Linked DNA regions of Xenopus tropicalis: region 2 is linked to region 1. The links are chromatin contacts, called in public Hi-C maps. All regions are on one chromosome and are shown on one strand. Each heading gives the region's core, a stretch centred on a gene start, on an enhancer-like site or on the middle of the called end of the contact. The rest is flanking DNA. Distances are from core to core; before and after follow the strand shown.

The links. A called contact is a pair of places that touch in the nucleus more often than the background predicts.
Region 2: a contact with region 1 is called in a Hi-C map of neurula embryo, with 1.7 times the contacts expected there. The contact joins the enhancer-like site here to the promoter of phldb1 in region 1. A contact is called at or near these places in 2 of 5 Hi-C or Micro-C datasets (gastrula embryo and neurula embryo).

Annotation. Positions count from the first base shown.
Region 1 is chr7:80,702,614-80,706,535 of UCB_Xtro_10.0, reverse strand. phldb1 (pleckstrin homology-like domain, family B, member 1) reads right to left here and starts at 1,673. Exons shown (of 24, transcript NM_001130332.1): 1 at 1,426-1,673; 2 at 895-975.
Region 2 is chr7:80,742,721-80,746,701 of UCB_Xtro_10.0, reverse strand. The region is part of intron 7 of phldb1 (pleckstrin homology-like domain, family B, member 1); the gene reads right to left. Among named protein-coding and RNA genes, the nearest start is that of phldb1, 40 kb to the right of the region's middle. Within about 2 kb of position 2,006, at least 3 of the 11 cell types and tissues checked have an H3K27ac peak or open chromatin away from gene starts, as enhancers often do. A contact at or near this core is called in neurula embryo, where this site is marked.

The sequences.
Region 1 (3,922 bases), core at 424-2,923:
GGGAAGCAATCATCTTATCAGTTTCTATTAGTTTACATCCCTTTAAATGTCACTATATTCCCTTTTACAGACCTGCATCATTCACTGTTAAATTTAAACAAGTTTGGTTTTTAAAGGATCAGATGCTTGGCAGTTTCTCAGCGTGGTAACACTCTATTACACAATTTGTTTTCAACTTCCCATTGACTAACAATTATAGCTAAAACTCATGGTTGGGGAAAAGATAAATAGTGTGGGGGAGAAAAACAGAGAAAAGCAGAAAGGGGGTGACAGAAATGGATAATGACAAAAGACGACAACAAAGGTTATATTAGAAAAAAAAAAATTGGCAGGGGGCCCTTTAATTAGAGAAAATTGGAAAGAACAGATGTAAAAAGTTTGGAACTTAAGGAAGAAAGCACCAAAGTAAGACAAGGCATATAAATCAGAACACTTCTTTTTTTTAAAGTCTTATCCTGTAATTAACAGCTAATTACAGTGTGTGCTGAGATGAGACTAGGATGTAATTAGTACCACATACTCGCCCTCCAGAACAAAGACAGTGGGAGGCATCCCTGCATATTGAGCAGGACTATATATATATAGAGAATGTTTGAATATACATAAATGTGATTAAAAGTGACTCACTTTCTCTCTGTAGGGAACAGTCAGTCAATAAACCCACATTAACATTTTGCACAAACAAACCAGGAATTCGCCCAACACTTACCTGTCCACCCCTCCCCTGATGCCAGCAAGTGCAGGCAATTCTGTGGTAAAACTCAGTTAGGGGACCCCAGCACCTTTCCATATCTCCCCCCTGAAATGTGGGGAACCAAATGGCCGCTCACCATGCCTGTTGACTTATAGGAAAGTAAAGTTACCACCCGTTCTAAATCAATGCCTCTCACTTACTGCTCTGCCTTTTTCTGTAATTTGGGCAGGATGTGGCGAGGGGAAGAGAGGGAGGAGAGGAAGCATTCCACATCCAGGAAACTGGGGGTGGAGGTACACAGAAAAATGAGTAAGTGTATGAGGGGTAACAAAAATAAATGTAAATACATTTAAAGTTATACAAAGCATGCTATATTACTGTTACAATAAGTGACCAAGGAGAAACAGTGAGGGGCTCAACGTAACAATAAATGAATATTTATATGCAGAAATGAAATAGGTCACAGAGAGTGTTCAGTTCGGGACAAAATGAAACTAGACCAGTAGTAACCACACAGTCCAAATATTTTTAATAATCTTATTTTCATAGCTATTATGCCCAATATCACTTCCACTAATTTTGGTGTGGAAAAAATAAAGTAAACTAATAGCCCTTATGTCCCTTCATAAACCAATATTTACCAAAAGACCGAGAGTAAAACCTTAGGTGTAAATTTCTATTTTACAGCCATTAAGAAAAGAGTAAACCCTGCAAAAGGGTTAGGGTCTTACCCAATTGTTTAGATAATAACAAAATCACATGAAGCTCTGTGCAGATTTATCAGGAAAGGACAGTAGCCTAAGTAAAATAGTAAAAAAAAGTAAAATGCAGTTTTTTGAAGACCAATCAATATCTGACTAAACTCAGATAATGTTCAGGGAGACCATCATTTTGGCTCCATACAAGTTGCCGACACTGGTCTGTATATGGCCAACAATAGTGTGTATATGGCATTCTTAATTATATTCAGAATTAAAATGTTACCTGCTATAGCCAATTGGAACATTAAAAAACATGAAATATTTAAAATGCTTATTTCACGCACATTTGCCTGGCCTATGAGCGTTCAAGCATTCTGAATGCCAAGTCAAAGACACTTACAGTACAGAATGTCCCCAGGCCCTCAGGTGTAATACCTTGTAAATGGCACAACATTCAATTATTAAACACATTTTTATCTTTCTTTAATATTTGCTTGGTGTCCTTCTTTATATTCTATCTGGCCTAGATACATCTATTATAATATCTATTCATAATATCCTGCTTTACAAATCCTCTTTTCTCTAAATCCACTAGTCTAACCTCTTCCTCACCCAGCTACTGCACTCTATCGTTGCCTGGCATATCTATTTTCCTCACCACCCCCCAATCTCTTGGCTGAAAAAGAAATCTCCCTTAATTATATATTTGTGGAGACCTTGTAAGGATTTGTATTCGCACATGACATTACCTCATGTCTAGGTCTCAAGAAAAAAACCATGCCAAAATGCATCCCCAGGTTACCATGACAATAAGTTTTTCCAGACATACTCGTCGCAGCTCTGATTGCCTCTAACTACTACTCCATATAAGGACAGGTCAAGATAATGCTTTTGCTTCTTTAAAACAAGTGATGATTGCAATGTGGTCTTCTGAACATAACAATAAAGATGGCCATACACACTAAGATATGCTAAGGGAGGGGATATTGGGCTAATTCGGTCATTTGGCTCTGGGACCAAACGATCGAATTGGAATGATGGGTATAGGCATCAACGAGCCAATGCGGTCCCCAATCCGACTAATTTTCAAACCTGCCCGATCGAGATTTGCCCAATTTCAGGCCAGATGTCAGTCGGCAGACCCGTCATTAGTGCCCATACAAGGGCAGTTAAGCTGGGATAATTTATAAAGAATACGCAGCACAGAACAATAAATATGGTCTCATATGTTGAATTCTAATTCAGATTTAAAACAGTCAAAATGGTAAGCCAAATGCAGAAAATTTTGCTACCTTTAGCCACAGCAATACTAATCAGTTCCACAAGACCACAGCTCTTAGCTGACATTCTTAACAACCTGTACTAATATATTAGCACTGGGGGCAATATATTCAGAAAGGTACTCATTAGGCATTTTAAATAGAGAAATCTTTACAGAAGTTTATCATATCGGATTTGTTTAGCTCTTCGTTATACAAACAGAACTAATCAGGCAGAATCTATGCTGAGAGCTTTAATAACCTGCACAATGGAATACTGTGCTAGGGCTAATAACCTTTAAGAATGGTAGACAGTTCTAGGGCTAAGAAGACCTATCCTCACAAAATGATAGCTTTCTTTAATGATTATGGGTATAGTCTATAAAAACAAGAATGGTGTTGTACAGTGCTTTTGTCGGTTGTAGAGCTTCTGGTCACAGACTGTAAGAAAACCTGGAACAGGACAAATAAAATCTTTTAATATCCACTGCTATCAAAGCTTGTAATGGCTGTGCTAGAAGGTTTAGACCAAAACATATGTGGCTGATGCTACCAGGAGATTAATAAATTATACTGGACTAGACTAAATCTCTATTTATTATGTGCTATATTGATAGGAGCAGTCACAGGTTTCTGTGCAAGGAAACAAACAGACCAGCAGCAATTCAGGACCAATGAAAGCCAGCATGCAAATACATTGTCTTCTACAAACTACTGAAATTGTATTAAAGGAAAAGGGAAGCTTGATTAACTTGGGGCTGCTAAAATGTTAGGCACCTCTCAGAGAATCCAACTGCTCAGTTGTTTCACCAGGACGATGCTCCTTTTAGCAAAAAAAAGCTTTTACTCAGGAAAAAAACAAAGAACAGAGAAAATGTTACACTTCTGTGCAAGCCCAAGCCCAAGCCTAGGCCCAAACTGCTGATACCCAAAAACTGAATTAGCCTTCCTTGTCCTTTAAAGCTTGCAGTATATGCAAGTATGTGCAAGCCCACGTGTATGCAAGGAATACCTGGGAATAATTACCAATATAGCACTGTCGTACATGGTTAGAAAGCAGCTCTGGCTCAGGAAAAAATATTACACATTTAATTCACTGTTCCTAAAATGTTGCCACCCCTCCCCCTGTGAATTAGTCCTTCTTTGGCCTTCTACATGTTTATATAAAAACTAGGGAAGCCTTAAAGGAGTTGTTCACCTTTGAGTTTTAGAATGGTTTAGAGAGTATTCTGAGATAATCTGCACATAGGGGCTGATTCACTAAAGGC
Region 2 (3,981 bases), core at 757-3,256, 40 kb before region 1:
AATATTACATAAGAGACATACTTTAAGAGAAAGACAAACAAATACAAAGGAAACTTTCAGTGTAAACATGAAGGCCCCAAATCAACATAAAATCCTACCTGTAGGATTCCTACCTGCATTACAGACTCACCATGCCCCGGGGCTGTATATTATCTGCTCCTCCCTTTCACGCCTCTCACGTACATAGCTGCATTATCAGCTCACCTGCACACCTGCCTGCTTGTTCAGCATTGCCACCCGTGTTCATTCCCCCCTCCCTCACAGGGGAGCCATTTAAATCTTACATGCTGCCGTGCATGCAAGTAACATGTAAGTAAAACACAGTTGCTATGTGTGAATTTGTTTTTCTTAAATCAGGACAAAATTTAAATTGTATAATAGAGTACGTACAATTCCTTGCCAAGTACAGAAGAATGTCTTCAGTCAGTGTGCTTAAAAATATCTATAAATCAAAGATAATCCCAACAGGACAGAGACTGGCCATAGATAAAAATGTATACAACATAATTAGTAGTACTATATAACAATGATAAAAAATGTCAAAAAATTAATCTTTAGGGCACAGGCACAAGGGCCCACAATAAGTTTTCTCTACTGCAGGCGACTAATCTCCCTGAAATGCCATCCCACTGGCAAGAGTGTAAATTCTTTCCCCCCATGTTCCAGTGCCCTAAAGATCCATTTTTTTAGGGTGAAGACACACTAGTAGCAGCTACTTGTCATGGCTACTACTAGTACTAGTAGCAGCTACTTGTCATGGCTACAAAAATAGACAATGCTGATTATTTACTGATTATTGTCTCCATGTTTGTTTTAGCAGAGGCAATTCTCAGTACTGTCCATGGCAGGGTATTTTCTGGCATTTAGTAGCCGTGACAAGTAACTGCTACTAAATAGCTCCATTTGTCTTCACCCTAAGGCCTGATGATAAAACCCTCTGTAACCTAGCCTTTATTTGACAATCTCTTTTCACGCAAAGAAAGGAGCAAGCAGCAGCTAAGCTTGCATTCCTCTAACAATGCACATCCTGACAGATCCAGGCTACAATACAGCATGGAGTGTGTGACTGCCATTTGTCCCTAATCATGGTGGCTGTCCTTGTTCTAGCAGCAATGGTTACTCTGCATGATTACCCATGGTTAATTCAGGACACAATATTCTACTGGGCACCTTGTTGCCCATGTAAATTTGAGCTCATGGGCTCATGGATGGGTGATCATGGGTGGGCTCATGGATGGGTGATCATGGGTGGGCTCATGGATGGGCTCACTGCAAATACGTTTCCATTATATAGCCCTTTAATTGTGGTACCCCTAGCGGTGCACTTGCATTAACGCTCAAACATGCATCAGTGAGCATTTTCGGGGAATAACCCAAAATTACCAGCAGTGTACTCTTTCAGCAAGTTTTTAATTTTTTTCTAGGGGAGTGGTCAGATTGCCCTCCCCACTGATACTCTCAGTTGTAAATACGATGCACCAAATCATTTCAGGTATGCCATTCTTGAAAATGACTAGCTAAGTTGCCAATAAGGGTTAAAGCCATGATAACAAACTACAACCAACCAACATAGCCAGATAAAGTCCTTGAACAGAAGACAAACAACATGTTTGTAGCTAAAACAAAGCAAGCAATGAAAAACACATTGTTATGAACAGCTTGTACAAACATAGTCTGTTTTTACAGACCAACACCTATTCGGCCATAACATTTTTAATGTGGATGATTTATTTGGCTTTCTTATGAAAAAATGTGGTTTTGCTTATTCCTTACTGTTTAAAAGAACTAAGATAGGTAACAGTAATGTAGATATGGAGTGAATGATTTATTCAGTTTTTGCATGAAAGCAAAATACACTGAAATCATAGCTGCATATAATGCATTGTTTGGTGGAAAAGGAACTGGTTACCAAACAGGTGCTTTGGCCCCACTGAGAGCTATGAACCGGTAATGGATCTAAGCAACGAGATAAGTACCTTGCCGTTTGATTGGCTTGCCGTGCTTGCTTTCTCTGTAATCTGATTCTTCAGTGTAGCAGTGTATGAAAGTCAGATTGTAATCTGATTCTACCCTGTACGAGAGTGTGAGTCAGACCCCACATTTTATATTAGTAACACATGAGTCTAACTTGCAGGAATTTGCAGGAATGTCAGACTGGTTCTGCTTTAAACCAAACTACAAGAGACGAGGAGACTAAACAAGCCAATTGTTTTACAGGTTACAGTTTTTTGTACAGCTTGATTCTGTTTATTAAAGGGCCTGATTGGCACATACAAGGAAACACTAACAGTAGCGAAGGATAATAATTATGGATTATGGACCAGTGTTTGGCTAAGAATTTTGTTCAAATCCCAACATATTTTGACAGATTCGAATGTATCCTAAAGCTGGCCATATGCATTAAGATCTGCTTGTTTAGTGAGGTTGACAAAGTAGCAGATTCCCTTTATTGCGGATGGAAAGGCTTTTCGGGAAGATTAGTCGCCCACCGTAGCAAACATTTATTGCGGGAGACTTGTGTTACCCATAGGACATTACCCTAAGGTAGGAATGCACCAAATTTGCATATTTACATTTAAAACTAACACCACAAAGAGCGGATTCTATGCCTGCAGTTAAAGGAAAAAGAAAGGTAAAGTCACTTGGGGGTGCCAAAATGTTAGGCACCCCCAAGTGACTTTAACCGCCTACCTTTTACCCCGGGCTGGTGCCGCTGTCAGGAGAAAACAGCACCAGCCCGGGGTAGCTGCCGGCGCTTCCTCCTTCCGGCTTCGCTGCGCGCGCATGCGCAGTAGAGTGAAAAGCCGAACTTAAACATTTAAGTCGGCTTTTTCGCTCTACTGTGCATGCCCGGCCACCGGCAGTTTAGGAAGTGGAAAGCGGAAGGAGGAAGCGCTGCGCTCCAGGTGCCCCGGGCTGGTGCTATTTTCTCCTAACAGGGGCACCAGCCCGGGGTACAAGGTAAGCGGTTAAAGTCACTTGGGGGTGCTTAACATTTTGGCACCCCCAAGTGACTTTGCCTTTCCTTCCCCTTTAAGCACAGGCTGAGAAACCTCGTTTCGTACGATATTCGGTGCGTGTATGGCATGTCGGCGAGTCGACCGATATCGCAGGAAGCTGCTGATATCGGACGACTCGCCGATCGGCCAGGTTAGAAAATTTTGATCGGGCGCCATAGAAGGCGCCTGACCAAAATCTGCCGTCAGGGCTGAATCGGCAGAAGGAGGTAGAAATCCTGTTGTTTCTACCTCCTTATCTGCTGTTTCAGCCCTGACTGTGTGTGGCGGATCTGACGATGTTCGCACGAAACATCGTCAGATCGCCACGTGTATGGCCAGCTTAAAACACATGGTTTGCCCAGGCGCAGTAATCTATAGCAAAAATCAACATTTAATGGTCACCCAATAGCACATACTACAGGTATGGGACCTGTTATTCAGAATGCTCAGGACCTGGACCTGATTTTCCTGATATGGGATCTTTCCGTAATTTGGATCTCCATACCTTAAGTCTACTAAAAATCATTTAAATATTGAATAAAGCCAATAGGATTGTTTTGCATCCAATAAGGATTAATTGTATCTTAGTTGGGATCAAGTACAAGGTTTTATTACCGTTTTATTACTACAGAGAAAAAGAAAACAATTTTCAAAAATTTGAATTATTTTCTTATAATGGAGTCTATGGCAGATGTACTTTCCGTAATTCAAAACTTTCTGGATAATGGATTTCCGGATAATGGATCCCATACCTGTACTAAAAAAGTATATTTTTATGAAAATGGTTTATTTAGATGTAGCAGGGTTTTACATATGGGCTTGTTTATGCAATATACTGTATTTTTATAGAGACCTACATTGTTTGGGGGTCAAGTTTTCCTTTACTGGCAAACTTAGTGCATTTTATTAGGGTAAGTGTTCTGCTGAACCGTATCTAAACTATAAGAATTTGATAAATCTGGATTCTGCAAAAACTGCTTGG